Regions from separate parts of the Mus musculus genome. Here region 1 is linked to region 2. A link is a contact called in public promoter capture Hi-C data. All regions are on one chromosome and are shown on one strand. Each heading gives the region's core, a stretch centred on a gene start, on an enhancer-like site or on the middle of the called end of the contact. The rest is flanking DNA. Distances are from core to core; before and after follow the strand shown. Region 1 holds the start of Adra2c (adrenergic receptor, alpha 2c). Region 2 holds the start of Dok7 (docking protein 7).

Region 1 (7,621 bases), core at 2,742-5,241, 220 kb after region 2:
CCTTTAGGCACTTGTGTCATGTGACATATTCACAGTCCTAGGGACTTGACTATGGGTAGTTCTGGGTGCACAGTGGGAAGAGCATATTTAGTTTGTGCCTCAACAGCAGGAAGCCTGGCCCAAGGGTGGCTCCAGGGCCATTCATGGTGGCTCCAAAATAGAAGCAATGGGGCATATACTCTTTCTTCAGTGACTTGTATCCTTGTCCTCATCTCCTCTTGGTCACGGGACAGCTGCTATGGCTCTCAGCATCACAGCCTCATACACACATAACCAAACAGGAAGTGTAGTGGTGGGCCTTCATCTACATTTTCACTTGTCATCAAGGAGCACTCACTGACTGGCTTGGACCCCACAGCTTTCTACCTGCAGCTCCTGCAGCAAGCAGGCCATGAGCTGTGAGTTAACAGACCTTGTAGGCAGCCTGAAAAGCAGCCACTGAAAGAAAGGTAGTTTCCTGAGGTCATGTCCTAATCCCAGGGTCCAGGCTCCACACCAGCAGTTTCTAAAGGCAAAGCCTGGAAAAGCAGGCTATGGGAATAAGAACCTTTGATCTGGTCCTCTGTTTCCTGCAGGGATGCATACAGACAATGCCAGGTCGTGTCTGCAGACCCAATGAGGGACTTAACAGGGTGGGGACTCAAAACTGAGGCCCTCAAACACAAGGCCCAGTCAACTGGAGCAACAGTGGGAACATCTGGGACTTTCAACGCTCATATGGGCTTCCGGGATACAGGCTGGCAGAATGGCAGGCTGGAGCCATTGAGGCTGCACACAGCTAAGGATACAGTGACAGACAGGAGCTAGACCCCCAGCCGGGCAGTGCCAAGGCACACAGTGGGTACCCGGCAAGAGACGCTGACCCTCTGTTTTCTATTACACCCCATGCCAATCCCAGCCAGTCCCTGAAGAGGGCTTCGCCAGCTCTGTTGGAACGCTGTGTTGCCAAATCGATGATCAATATGCAATGGATTCAGTCTGCAGGCTGGGGCGCCAAGAGCCAGCCCGGCTGCCGGATCCTTGCCACGTTCTGACAAGACAGATCAGTCTTTGGAATTCTTCAGGGAGGGGCAGAGAGGGAAACAAGCCTTGGTTTTCCCTTGGCTCATCTTTAAAAATGAGATCGCACATAAACATAGGGAAAAATCCTCAGCTCCATTTCAAATAAAAAGGGCATCCTCTTAGACTTGAGACAAGAAATCCAGCTCTATTTCCCTGACCCTGTCACCAGCTAGAGCTAAGTAAAATGGAAGAGCTCTGTGAGCCTGGCTCTCCTCAGCAGCTCCAGGCACCAGCCAAAGGCAAAGCTGGGCAGGCCAGATGCGACACTCCCTCAGGGAGAGGGAGAATGGAAGAGCCAGCACGGATATTAGAGACAGTGGTGCAATGTGTTCATTTCACAGACAGGAAAACTGAGGCCTGAGAATGAGGAGGGTCACTCAGCTGCCAAGAAGCAAGGAAGGACATGATCAGGAGCTTAAATTCACACTTGATGGCTCTGCTCACTTCTGAATCAAGATGTGAGTGGTTGCACAAACAACATATGTGTGTGGACATTTATGCTTATATGTGCATATATGCTTGCCTTGTGTGTGACTATGTGCAAACTCATGTGGGTGTACATGCACATATGTGTATACATGCATGCCTTTGACTGGAATCTTCCAGGTGCAGATACACATACGCATGTGTTTGGGTATATACACAGCTACACTGGAAAGTATCTGAAGGGATGAATGTACATACGTGGCATGCACATGCAAGTGGTGTGTAAGTGGTATATAATCATACATATATGTATGAACAGGTGCACATGTATACACACATGTGAATGTAAGTGCATCTTCATGAACATCCGTGTGTTCAGGCAATGGGTCTGTGTGTGCACACTTGAATAAGCATATCCATGTGCATGAGCCCATGAGGGAGTGAGGTGCATGTGTTCACGCATACCTGTGAGTACACCAGGGTGATTCAAGGAGCCCAGCTCCCGTCAGCCCATGTCACGGCTGCTTTGCAGCATGCGCACTGCTCCCAGGATTCACACAGACATGCAACCAGATCCTGTGGTAGAGGCCTGGCAGGGAATTGAGAGCCTAGGACCCAACATCCAGGCACTATGCAACCCTGGCTGGACCAACCCCGCACTTCTAGGCACCAGTATACCCACCACTCTGAATACCCAGGCTGCTTCACTTCACATGGATTTCCTTCTGAAATATACCAGGACCTTCCCAGAATGCCCTCACATAGTAGGTACAAACACCCAGTGTGGCCTGCCACCAACTACTCTTGAACACACAGTCTGTAGGGGCACACATTGTTTCCTGCCACAGAACAACCAGAAGCAGACTGTTGGGGCTAATTGGCTATCTCTGGGCAAAGAGGCTAGTTCAGCCTCTTCGTAAGTTCCTGCCACCCCAGGGGGTCTCACCAGCTGCCCTCAAATGAGCAGACTCTTTAACTCTCACTTCTGGCTGCTGACTCCAGAGTGGCTTCCTCTCAGTTATGCCGGGAGGTATGGTCAGCATCCCTACAGCATGTAGCCATCATCCCCAAGAGCCTAGGTCACTCAGTAGCGAGCCCTGCAGATGCCCTTGCAGGCTTCCCTTGCAGGGCTCCCAGGGCATCCCTTTGCCTAGGCAGGCATCACTTGGAAACGTGAGGCTGTGTGCAGTCAGGGCTTGGGCTAGACTACCTGTTGTCCCCTCAGCTTCTCATATGACAGCATCTCTGACTCAGGCAGGTCCACAATGCTGCCTGCAAGGGGAGAAGCCATCTCTCCAACAGTACCCGACCAGTGCCCACTTGCCCTTCCCCTCATCGTCCTCAGGCTCCCACATCCTCAGAACTAAACCAGCCTCTTCGGGGGGCACTCTCACCAAAGAAGCATCCCATCTGAAGGAGTACCCACATTCCTAAAGAGCACTCTGTCTTAGGGACCATCCACACACTGGGGACTACCTCAGTCCCTAGGGAGCATGGTCCACAAAGCTTTTTCCTAATAACTCCTCCATATCCAAAGGTGATACATGCTGTCACCTCCTCCTTTGCTTCTAGGCTGGGTTGGGGGTAGGGATGGGGGGTGGGGAAGTTCCAGGGCTTTGATGGCACTCAGTGTGGGGGTGAATATCCAGACACAAACACCATAAGGCCAGACCTCCTCTTCCTCCAATATACTGATGTTGGAGTCATCTGGGGGCTTCTATACAAACCAACTGAAGTTGTTTTGATCAGTGGCCCTTGTTGGGGCCTCTGGGTAAGAAGGACTTGTTAAAAAACCTTGGCGGTTCTTCCTCATAGTTCACATTCTCAGGTGACAGCACATGGCACTTTGCAAGCCCTGAGTTAGAAAGTGCCCAGGACAGGCATCAAGAAGTGTGTCCTGCACGGGCACAGTACTCAAGACAGGCCCATGGTCTGAAATGTTTGTCGTCTGCCTAATCCTAGTTGGACACCCCTGCCCTGAGGGTAGGTCCTGTGGGTCCTCTAGGGCTGCAGTGCCCACAAGGAGGTTGCACTATCCTCAAGGACTGCAGGGAGAAGCAGCCACCAGAGCAGGGACAAGTCCAGATGCCACAGGTCATGGCTCCAAGGTCCTCAGAATGACTTTCTGATGAGGCCTTCTGCCAGTGGATTGCCAACTCCCCTCCCTTTCCGGTCTATCTGACCTGTGTAATGAGGTCCTGGCCAGCCTTGGTGGAGAGAATGGTACTCCTTTAGTTCTAGCAGGGAAACGCTAGGTCTGGAAAGTCCAATTTATTCTCTTGGCCACATCCTCCCTGCAGACCTGGGGCTGCCTGGAGGCAGAGACCAGTGCCTCAACTCAACTCAGGCCACACGTGACAGAACCTCTGTGAAACTGACACGAGATCTCCCCAACATTTGATTTGCTCGCCCTCTCTTAAACCTACTCCCACAAAATCACGCTGCATGGGGCAGGTCAGTTTTGAGTTTGTCAAAAGCGCAGGTCTGGAGCGTCCCCTCCAGCTGTGAAAAGCGGGATCACACAGCATTAAGATTCAACTTCAACAATTGCCAACATGGGTATAGAGCTTGGGAGCTTGATCTGGGCCTCGACTGACACCGTGGTTATGATTCACGATCCCGCAGCGCTGAGAGGTACTCAGAGGAGGGAACTGAGGCTGACTGAGGAGGTGGCTCTGCAGGGGAGCAGGGACCCTAAGCTCCAAAGGAATGATGCGCACCAGCAGTGTCTCTGCCATGCTGCTACAAGCGCACTCTCCAATCAGGCCGCGGACCCCGAGCCAGCCCCTTACGAGCCGGTGTGCGCGCCCGCGCGCGCTCCGTCGCCTGTAACCGAGTGAGGTGGAGACTACGATCTTAGAAAGAGCAGGCTTCTAGAACTCACCGCTCAGGCCAGCCCGCGCTCAGCCGGGCCCCGCAGGCTGCAGTTGGCCCTGGAGGGGGCGCCCTCGCCGAGTGCGCGCCCTGCGCCGCCGCCTAGGGCTCCTCCCCGGCGCCGCCGGCAGGTTCGCCCAGGCGGCCGCGGGCTCCGGCTCCCGGCCCGCTCCCCCCGGGCCCGCGGCTCGGGCCTGCGGGGCGCCCCGCCCCGCCCCGCTGCGCCCTCCCCGCTGCGCTACTGGACTCAAGTTGGAAGCCGAGCCCGGGCGACAGCACTTGCGCCAAGCGCTCCGCGGCGGCGGAGACGCTGCACCGGCGAGCGGGGAGGGCGAGGCGGCGCCCGCACGGCCGAACGCGGACCTTGGGGGGCGCCCGCACTCGGGAGCAGCAGGAGGACCGCGGGTGTCGGCGCCCAGCCCCGCAAAGTAAAGTTGCAGGGACCCGGAAGAACGGCAACCTGCGCCCCGGCTCGCTTAGCCCCAGCCAGCCCGTTGGGAAGCAGAGTGTCCGGGCCGCCGCCTGCAGCCTGCAGCCCAGTCGGGCACCCGGACCGTGGAGCCGCTTGCGTGCACCAGCTTGGACACCGCATCTCCGTGGGCTGGCGGCCGGGACGCTCCCACTGAACCCAGGCCGAGGGCGGGGCCGCTCGAGGACCCGGGACCTACCCCCATTCCCCCCCACCGCCGCGTCGCCGCGCTCTCTGGGCACCTCCAGCTCTGCACTTACGCGCGCGGCAGCTGCGGGGAGCCCGGCAGCCACGCTCTCCGGCGCGCCGCCCGCCCGCCGGGCCACCACGGCCGAGAGCCGGCTGCGGGGCTTCGTGGCCCCCAGCCGGCGCGCCGGAGGAGCAGGCGGCGATGCGGACGCCGACCCTGGCTGTGGGGCGCCCGAGCTGCCGAGGCTGCGCCCGGGCTCCTGGCAGGACCGCGTAGCTCTCGGGAGGACCATGGCGTCCCCAGCGCTGGCCGCGGCGCTGGCGGCGGCGGCGGCTGAGGGCCCCAACGGGAGCGACGCGGGCGAATGGGGTAGCGGCGGGGGTGCCAACGCCTCGGGGACCGACTGGGTGCCACCGCCGGGCCAGTACTCCGCAGGTGCTGTGGCGGGGTTGGCAGCTGTGGTGGGTTTCCTCATCGTTTTCACCGTGGTAGGCAATGTGCTCGTGGTGATCGCTGTGTTGACCAGCCGAGCACTGCGCGCCCCGCAGAACCTCTTCCTGGTGTCTCTGGCCTCAGCTGACATCCTGGTGGCCACACTGGTCATGCCCTTTTCTCTGGCCAATGAGCTCATGGCCTACTGGTACTTCGGGCAAGTGTGGTGTGGTGTATACCTGGCACTGGACGTGCTCTTCTGCACCTCGTCCATCGTGCACCTGTGTGCCATTAGTCTGGACCGCTACTGGTCGGTGACGCAAGCGGTAGAGTACAACCTGAAGCGCACGCCGCGCCGTGTCAAGGCCACCATCGTGGCCGTGTGGCTCATCTCCGCTGTCATCTCCTTCCCGCCTCTCGTCTCGTTCTACCGCCGGCCCGACGGCGCCGCCTATCCGCAGTGCGGCCTCAACGATGAGACCTGGTACATCTTGTCCTCCTGCATAGGCTCCTTCTTCGCGCCCTGCCTCATCATGGGCCTGGTCTATGCGCGCATCTACCGCGTGGCCAAGCTGCGCACGCGTACGCTCAGCGAGAAACGCGGCCCCGCCGGCCCCGACGGCGCGTCCCCGACCACAGAGAATGGGCTGGGCAAGGCAGCGGGGGAGAACGGGCATTGCGCGCCCCCGCGCACTGAAGTGGAGCCGGATGAGAGCAGTGCGGCCGAGAGGCGGAGGCGCCGGGGCGCGCTGCGCAGAGGAGGACGGCGGCGAGAGGGTGCTGAGGGGGACACGGGCAGTGCGGACGGACCGGGACCGGGACTGGCAGCCGAGCAGGGTGCTCGGACGGCGTCTCGGTCCCCAGGCCCCGGAGGGCGCCTGTCGCGGGCCAGCTCGCGCTCCGTCGAGTTCTTCCTGTCGCGTCGGCGCCGGGCGCGCAGCAGTGTGTGCCGCCGCAAGGTGGCCCAGGCACGCGAGAAGCGCTTCACCTTCGTGTTGGCGGTGGTCATGGGCGTGTTCGTACTGTGCTGGTTCCCCTTCTTCTTCAGCTACAGCCTGTATGGCATCTGCCGTGAGGCCTGCCAGTTGCCAGAACCGCTCTTTAAGTTTTTCTTCTGGATCGGCTACTGCAACAGTTCGCTCAACCCGGTCATCTACACTGTCTTCAATCAGGACTTCAGGCGCTCTTTCAAGCATATCCTCTTTCGAAGGAGGAGAAGGGGCTTCAGGCAATGACCCTCTGGCCTCCTGGACCTGGACCCACTGACGTCCTGGACAGCTCTGAACTCGGGTAGACAGAGAGACCAACAGTGTGGTCTCTCCAGAGTCCCAGGGTGGACTTCAGGGCACAGTGTGGGATGTGGCAGACAGGAGCTGGGCGAGAGACAACTGGGCCTTGGGGAGTGGGGAGGAGAAAGGGAGACCTTTGCCTTCCCATCTCAGCGAGGGGCTGTAGCTAGGTTGTGGATCCAGTTCCTGAGAAGGCTTCTGTGGAGTGTGGCTGTGAACTTAGGGCTTTAGAGCTCAGACAACTAAACCACACCAAGAAAGGAGCACACCACCCCCTTCTCGGTCTTCCCTGTGAGCAAGGGCTGACTTCCTATGACCTGAAAAAGGCATCTGTCTGGGGGAGGAGAGATAGCACAGGCAATCTCTGGTTACTGAGATTGTTTGCCAAATACAATGACAGCCAAAACAACCAAACCATTTTTTTTTAAATAAACCTTTGTAATCTAAGTGTCAGGTGCATTGGTCAGTTCTTAAGCCAGGGTGTCAGAGAACTCTCCAGATCTTCCCCTGAGCTCCCCATACCCCCAACAGGCACACACTAAGGTATAGAGTGCTCTGAAAGCTGAATTCTAACTGCCTTTCTTTCATGAGGAAGAAAGGGGTTAAAGCGGGTAAAGGATTTGGGTATATGTAAAGTATATACTCGGACTTCTTTTCTTCAAGTGGTTATGAGGCAAAGGAATGGAGGGCCTCAAGCCGATTCCAGACTTAGATTCGGCGAGGAGGGGTGTCTCCTCCCCACATTCCGTCCCTCCAGGGCCCCAGACATCTGCACTCAGAGCCTAGTGTAGTTCTGGCATACAACGTGCTCTTCCGGTTGCCTTTTGAAGTGGGCAAGGTGGGATGAGACCCAAGAAGTCTACCCCACAGATGGGGTGG
Region 2 (6,876 bases), core at 134-2,633:
GGTTCCCCAGGGGCCTTCAGTGTGTGGGTAGTATGAATGGGGCTCTGTGGCCAGCAACAGTTTAGTGGAAGGCACTGGTGTGCCACATAGGTTATACAGGATAGAGGAACATATAGAGTGCCTTCCTAGACCTGGTGCCCTCTCCCCATCAAGATAACCAGGAAAACATTAAAAGCAGCCCTGTGACCCACTGAAGGTTTGCCCTCCAGATTCTCTAGAGGGGCTGTGGCAAGGACTCTCGGGTTGAGTACTGCTCTGGGGTCAGTACTTGTGGGTCCATCCTGGCCATGAGTCCTGACACCACTCTGACCCTCAGTTTCTCTATAAGGGGTAGACAGGAAGCAGTCTAAAGAGTCTGGGCAGGATATAGTGAAGACGCACGCACTGCGCGAACAGTTTGACACGTAGCCCTTTTCTACCCGGGTCAGAGCTCCTTGGGGTCGGGGATCAGGATGGGCAAATTCATCAAGCTTCATTGTGTGTCTGAGTTTATTTTGCTAGATGCAGTTAGTTGGCAATTGTGGGTGTTCTCTGTTCCCTGGGGTGCTAAGTCATGTATCTGGGGAGTCTATGACATAGGTCTAACAAATGCTTAAGTTCCACAGTAAGCTGGGGTGGTGGTATAAAACTTAGCACCGGCCTTAAGCAACCTTAACCTGGGCAACAGGCTGGGGTAGAGAAATTCAGAGGCTCTGAGGGCATTTGGCTGGACAGGGGGATACTAGGTGAGGCTGTTCCCAGGCAGCATGGATCCCTAGGCTCTTCATGCTGTAAGGCTGGTGCAAGCTGGCCTTCAGAAGTAGGAGAGACCAGCCAGGGAGACCTGGGGCAATGAGGTGACATAGTGGGCTCTGGTCCTGGCAGCCACTGAGGTCTGCTCTGCCAGATACTCAAGTTGAATGGGAGGGACAGTGACCTGAAGAGTACATATGCCCACTTTCTCATCTGCCTGGAGGGCGGCCACCTCTGGCGATGGGGAAGGCCTAGGGACTGGATAATGTATTGGACCTGGGCTGTTGGTCTGTTGTCAGGGGTGCCTCGTGGCCCCATGAGATGGAGGAAGGGCAGGTGCAAAGGATGAAGCCATTGAAGCCAAACCAAAACTGGGACTGGGCAGGCACAAGGCCACAAAGCCTTCTGTGGGGTTGTCTTGGGACAGTTTTCTTCCCTTTGGGAAACTGCCCCTGTCCCAGTTTCTCCTCCCAGGCTGAGTTTCGTTCTCCAGAGGCTGCTTCAGATGGTCTTAAGCAGTGGTCCTGAGACCTGGCAGGAGCAGCGTGGGCTGGCAGCCAGCAGAGTGCAGAGGCTGTCCAAGGCCACTGCCACCTACTGGCTTGCACTTTACTAGGGTCTTAAAGACTGAGGCCCGGGGTGCCCCGCCCAGTCTCCCCCACATCCAGGTCCCCGTGTCGCTGCGCCCCGCCCGCCGCGCCGGGCCCGCCCTCCTGGCGCAGCCCAAGGCCCTCCCGGAGCTATTTTGAAAGTGACCCTGGGCTCAGGCGCCCAGGACGCGTGGAGAGGGCGCAGCGGGCGGCGGGAACCATGACAGAAGATGACCGAGGCAGCGCTGGTGGAGGGCCAGGTCAAGCTGCGGGACGGCAAGAAGGTTGGGGCGCCGCGGGGGCGCGGGGCGGGGGCGCGCTTGGGTGGGGGCGGGGGCGCGGAGCGGGCGCGCGCGGGCGGCTTCTCACGCTGTCCTGTCTCCGCAGTGGAAGAGTAGGTGGCTGGTGCTGCGCAAGCCATCGCCGGTGGCAGGTGAGCGGCGGGGCCGCGGGCGGGACGGCGGGTGGCGGGTCTCAGCGAGCCATCCGGACCCTGCCGGCCCTACAACCGGTGGCTGAGGTGCCAGCTCTCCCGAAATAGCCGCGGGGGAGCCGCTGAAACCCAGCCCCACGGCGGTAACCGGAGAGTCGAAGCCGCTCGGGCGCCCGGACCCTGGGACCTGGCCACCCGCAACACAGACCTAACCGGTCCCCGAGTGTGGTGTTGTGGGGGTCCCAGTTCCTGTGTGGGCCAACACCTTTCCTGGACCAGCAGAAGCCCAGAGGGGCTGCAGCCTACCCATGGAGGAGCAGGCAGAATGTGCCTCGGTGATATAGGTGTCCTGGTGAAAATGTATCAGGAATTCCTAAGCCGCATCCCAAGCAGTGCCACCTCCTCCCAATCCCATACCCTCAGGTAGAGAAAAGATGGTCTGCCAGGTAGGAAGAGTCCTGTTTCTGTGTCCCAGGACCTTTACTTTGTTTGGGGGAGACACACTTCTGAGAAAAGAAAGTGGTACCAGGGTCTGCTCCCCTCAGTATGAGGAGAGCCAGGAAGGAGCCAGGGCAGCTCTGCAGCTCCAGCCTGGGACTGCAGCTGTTTCGGGAGACAGGTGCCTTGGAGTTGGCCCAGGATCCAGGGGTCTGTAGGGGAAGTTGGGTGGGGGCGCGTGTGTGGCTGCCTCACACATGTGCAGGCAGCCAGAGTGACTTCCAGGATGCTGGTGCCTGTCAGCTCCCTGGAGGGGTGGCACAATTCACTAGCTGCTTTTGTGAACAGTCTCCTTTTGTCTGGCTCCTGGTTCCACGGTGTCTTCACTCAGTCCTTCAAGCCCAGACCTTCTGTGGCAAAGCCTGGAGGGCTTCGGGGGGGGGGGGGGGCACGGTTCTTGTCTTTGGCATTCCAGGATATCCGGGGAGAGGGTGATTGGAGACTGGGGAGGGGAAGGGACCCTGGACACTGCCAGGCTTGGGGGCTGGATGGAGCAGTAGAGAAGTAAAGTCCACAGAGAATTTAAGTGGCTTTGATCAGCTGTGGTCCGTGTGTACCAGTCTGGCTGGTGAGGGATCCTGGGGAAGACTATGGAGTTAGGTCTGTCCCAGAGAGCATCCTGAAGTATGCTCACCGACTCTGTGGGAATCTAAGAGCCTCATGTATTCTAGGCAGTGAGTAGGCCAGAGGTCCCCAGGGGTGGGACTGGCAAAGGAACCTGGATTACAAGCTGTCCCCAGATGGGACTCTGAGGTTGAGCTGGGATGTGTCAGAGGTAGGAAGTGACTGAGTCAAAAGTGGAGGGTGTGGCCTGTCTCTCTAGCCTGTCCCTCCTGAGCCTACTTGCTGTCCCAAGACCTCTTCCTGAGCTACACAGCCCATAGCCTCCACCTCCCACTGTGGCTTTCTCCTCCCACCTGCCCATCTTATCCCACTGGAGACTGGATCTTCCCTACCCCACCCTCTCCCTCCCTCTAGACGGAGGCTGACACCTGTGTCCTTGAGGACCTGAGGTCTGGACTCTGTTGATCTGGTATGGGAGGGAGAGAACAGCTCTGTTTTCTTGTCCTGAGAAACCAATGGGTCCTTGGCTTTAAAATTGTGACTTCCTTTGTGGAGGCTCATGGGAGGTAGTTGAGAGGGACCAGGAACACAGAGTTCTTTGTCAGCTCTCTCTCTCTCTCTCTCTCTCTCTCTCTCTCTCTCTCTCTCTCTCTCCCTCCCTCCAACACAGCTGCTGGGCCATCGTGCTCCAAAGGGCCCACTGATGGGAAGTTCTTCCTACCAGGCTTGTCTCAGTGTGGGATCTCAGAGTGGGACTGTGTGCCTGGTGAGGGATGGACGTCTGGGTCATCTCTCTGGGCAGACCTTCAGGAGAGGTCCTGGGCAGTGGCTCACTGAGATCAGAGCTTTGGTTCTTAGCCTGTCTTCTTTGTGGTGTGGTCTCTTGGTGGAGAGCAGGAGACAGCCCGTGGACCATCCTCAGCAGTGGTTCCAGCAGCCGGACAGTATTCTCAGAGAATGCTAATCTGTTGCTTCCCATGTGGGCTGTTTCAGGGGCTTCATCTAGCTTGGGAAATCCACTAGGAGGGAACCACATTCTGAACCTGGCAGAGAAGCCAGGGTCCAGACAGAGGGGTAAGGGAGATTTTATACCCTGTCTTTCTCTGGGGCTTTGCCCTTCATTCCTGAAAGCTTGGGATCCCTAGCTCAGCCCCATCTGTAGGCAGCCATGGTATGACTGTCCCAGAGAGGTGCATGACCCCACCTGCAGGAGGATGCCCCACCCACTGCTCATGAGGACTGCAGAGGTCTCAAGCCCACCCACAGGGGACAGAAGCCTTGAATATGGGGTCCTATGCAAGACAGAGCTCAGGAAACCCTAACTTTGAAGTTGGTATCTCTGAAAATGGCAGGTGTATTTCAGGAAAACCGAGACCCCGTGATTGGTGACCCAATACTTCCTGAGTTGGCACCTCTAGCTTTGGATTATCTAGATCTCTGCCTCCTTCCCAGTGGGAGCGTGTGACACCTCAGCCCAAGGCTGAGACAGGGCAGGATGGCAGCTAGACCTCTCTCTTCATGGGGACATCACAGGGGACAGGAATACCTGGGTCAAGGCTTGATTCAGCTCCTGTGCTATGTGGCCGGGCAGCCACATCTTCCCTGAGTATCTTTGTCCTTAGCTGGATGTTCTAGGTTGGTCCTTGCCTGGCTATTCCCACATCTGCCTTGTCCTACCTGGGCCTCAACTCTGAGCCCCACCCGCACACTCTTGGGAACACCCATGTCTATGTGTCTCCCTCACCTGTTTGGAGCAGTAAACACTGTGTCTTTCCTAAGATAAACTTTGAGCCTGGGGCCTCACACTCCATCTTGTCCCCATGGGTCCCCAGGTTCAGGGTGATCTCAGGTTGCTGCTTGCTTTTATCCACACCACTTCTGAGGGTAGTCAGTGCCTCAAGGTCACTGTGACCTCCAGGGCTAGACCTGCCCCACAGCTGCTACGGTTCTCTTCTACTTCCTCCCAACTCTGCCCTCCCTGTCCCCCTCTGATCACTCCGTCTTCCCTGCACTGTGTCCCTCCACCCAGAGGCTTCAGCTCTGCCTGTCCCTCCTGCCCTCTGTGTGGCCCTGGGCCCTGGCTAAAAGGCCTCAGTGAGCTCATGACAGCTCCATGGTTATTTTTACATCTTTAGATGCCTTCCAGCTGCCTGCCCACATGGCTATTCCATGTCCAATGGGCTTCATAGCTCCGTCCATCTAGGGAAGACCCCAGTCTCAGCTGCATCCCTGAAAGTCCTCCCTAGTATCTTCATCCTGCCCCTGTCCCAGAAGCCATCTTTGCCTCCACTGGCCCCTGCCAATCTACAGACATTCCTGTGGCTCCTGCCTGGAGCACTGGGGCAGGTTCAGATATCAGCTCAGAGACTGTTCCTTTCCATGCCCTTGTCCAGCCCAGCAGACCCACGGTATCCCTTAATGGGGCAGGACAGGAGTGTCTGAAGCCATGCTGCCCCTGGGTGTCTGTTCTCTATCCAGTAGCCAAGGCTGGGCCAGCCTTCCATACTCAGTACTCTTAGAACGAACTTCTGGGCACCAAGCCTTCCTGGCTCATGTCCCTGTGACTTGGTTCTCTTGTTCTCTGGGTCCTTCGGGTATTCATAGAGAGCTCTCTGGGCTTTTGTTCTGACTGTTTCCTGTGGGGGCTGCTAAGCTTGGTCCCTGAGGGGTCATTATTTTGCTCATCCTCAGAGGTCATACCCCCACTCCCACCATCAGGTTGCCTCCATTCTTGATCATCACATAATACTATGCCAAAAATTAGCTGTTGGCTTGTATGTTGGCTTGTATGTCCCCGTGTCTCCGCCCATTGATCCAGGTCCCTAGGAGATGAGACAGGCTGACAGAATTGGAGTTAGCAGGATAAGGGTGGGACATTTGGAGTAGTTGATGTCTCAAGGGAGCCCCTTCCATCTGTCCATCCAGTTGCCTCTTTGCCCCAGGCTCACCGAGCCACATGCCAGAGACTGAAGACCCGGGAGGTGGCTGTGGCTTCTTTGGCCAATCCCGGAGCCACCCTGCCCTGTTTTTCTTGAAAATGGAGACAGTGTTCTGAAGCCTGTGCTAGCTTCCTGTTGCTGCTCCTTGGAAACCCGAGCACCACAAACTGCCTTTCAGCAGCAGAGCTCATCCCTTTGCAGGTCTAGGGCAGAGGTGTGAGAGCAGCCAGGGCAGGCCCACAGGCTCAATGCCTCTTCTCGCTCATAGCGTCTCTAAATATCCGTGACCCGTGGCCCTGTGGCTCCACCCCTGCCTGTGTCCATGGGGCCTTTCTCATACCTAGTCTTGTGATCTTGTGTCTCATCTGAGAATGTGTCAGTGTCCCCAGGATAACTGAGGGGCCTGTCTCCCAATCTACAATTTAAGTCTTTCTTTCCCTAGATGTCACCTTTACAGGTCCCTAAGGCTGAAAGTGGCCACCATTTATCTCCTGTAGATGCAAGAAGGGGGTCACTGACTCTTACTGTCCCAAGGCACAGTTTTGTGTCCCCAGAGATCACATAGATTGAGGGGTAGCATCAGACCTTATCAGGGAGGTCTTTCCTGTGGCTCTTTAAACCAGTCAAACACCAGAAGTGAACAAACTCTATCCTAGGGTAGACATGGACCAAACAGAGTCCACTGCCTGTATCTGAGGTGTCACCAGAAACCACACAGCCTTCCCATAATGCACTGTGGGCTTCTGAGTGGAGTGGTTGTGATAGAAACTGCTATCCCTGCAATGCTAAGGTATTTATGGTTGGTGTTCTAAGGAAAAGTTTATTGATGCCATTCTTGTCCTATCATTGAGACTATTAGCTTTCTGGATGAAGGGGTGACAATCTGGTGTCCCTAAAACAGCAGGCTGTTCCTGGATGAGTATCAGACTCTGCTATGCTAGCACAGGGTGAGGTTGGGCCACCATTAGGTGTCTGAAGGAACTAGATAAGTGGGTAGATACTGGTCCTGATGGCCGTGCTGAGGGATGCTGAACTCGCAGAGGTGGGGTGGGATGTGAAGGGGACAGTCGGGGAGCGGAGGGTGGCCTGCTGGTGAGCATGGGAGGAGGCTGGGCAGTTC

Evidence for each region. Promoter capture Hi-C pulls out the DNA fragments that hold promoters and counts their contacts.
Region 1: a contact with region 2 is called in a promoter capture Hi-C map of embryonic stem cells, with 3 times the contacts expected there. The contact joins the promoter of Adra2c here to the promoter of Dok7 in region 2. A contact is called at or near these places in 6 of 39 promoter capture datasets (cranial neural crest, embryonic stem cells, hippocampal neurons and 1 more), 5 of 484 Hi-C or Micro-C datasets (cerebellar granule neurons, cortical neurons and embryonic stem cells) and 2 of 115 datasets of contacts at active chromatin or transcription factors (embryonic forebrain and forebrain).

What each region holds. Positions count from the first base shown.
Region 1 is chr5:35,274,575-35,282,195 of GRCm38.p6, forward strand. Adra2c (adrenergic receptor, alpha 2c) reads left to right here and starts at 3,992. Exons shown (of 1, transcript NM_007418.3): 1 at 3,992-7,189. The coding sequence starts at 5,312. The coding sequence ends at 6,688.
Region 2 is chr5:35,055,383-35,062,258 of GRCm38.p6, forward strand. It overlaps Dok7 (docking protein 7), which reads left to right and starts at 1,384. Exons shown (of 10, transcript NM_001348478.1): 1 at 1,384-1,606; 2 at 1,710-1,755. The coding sequence starts at 1,553.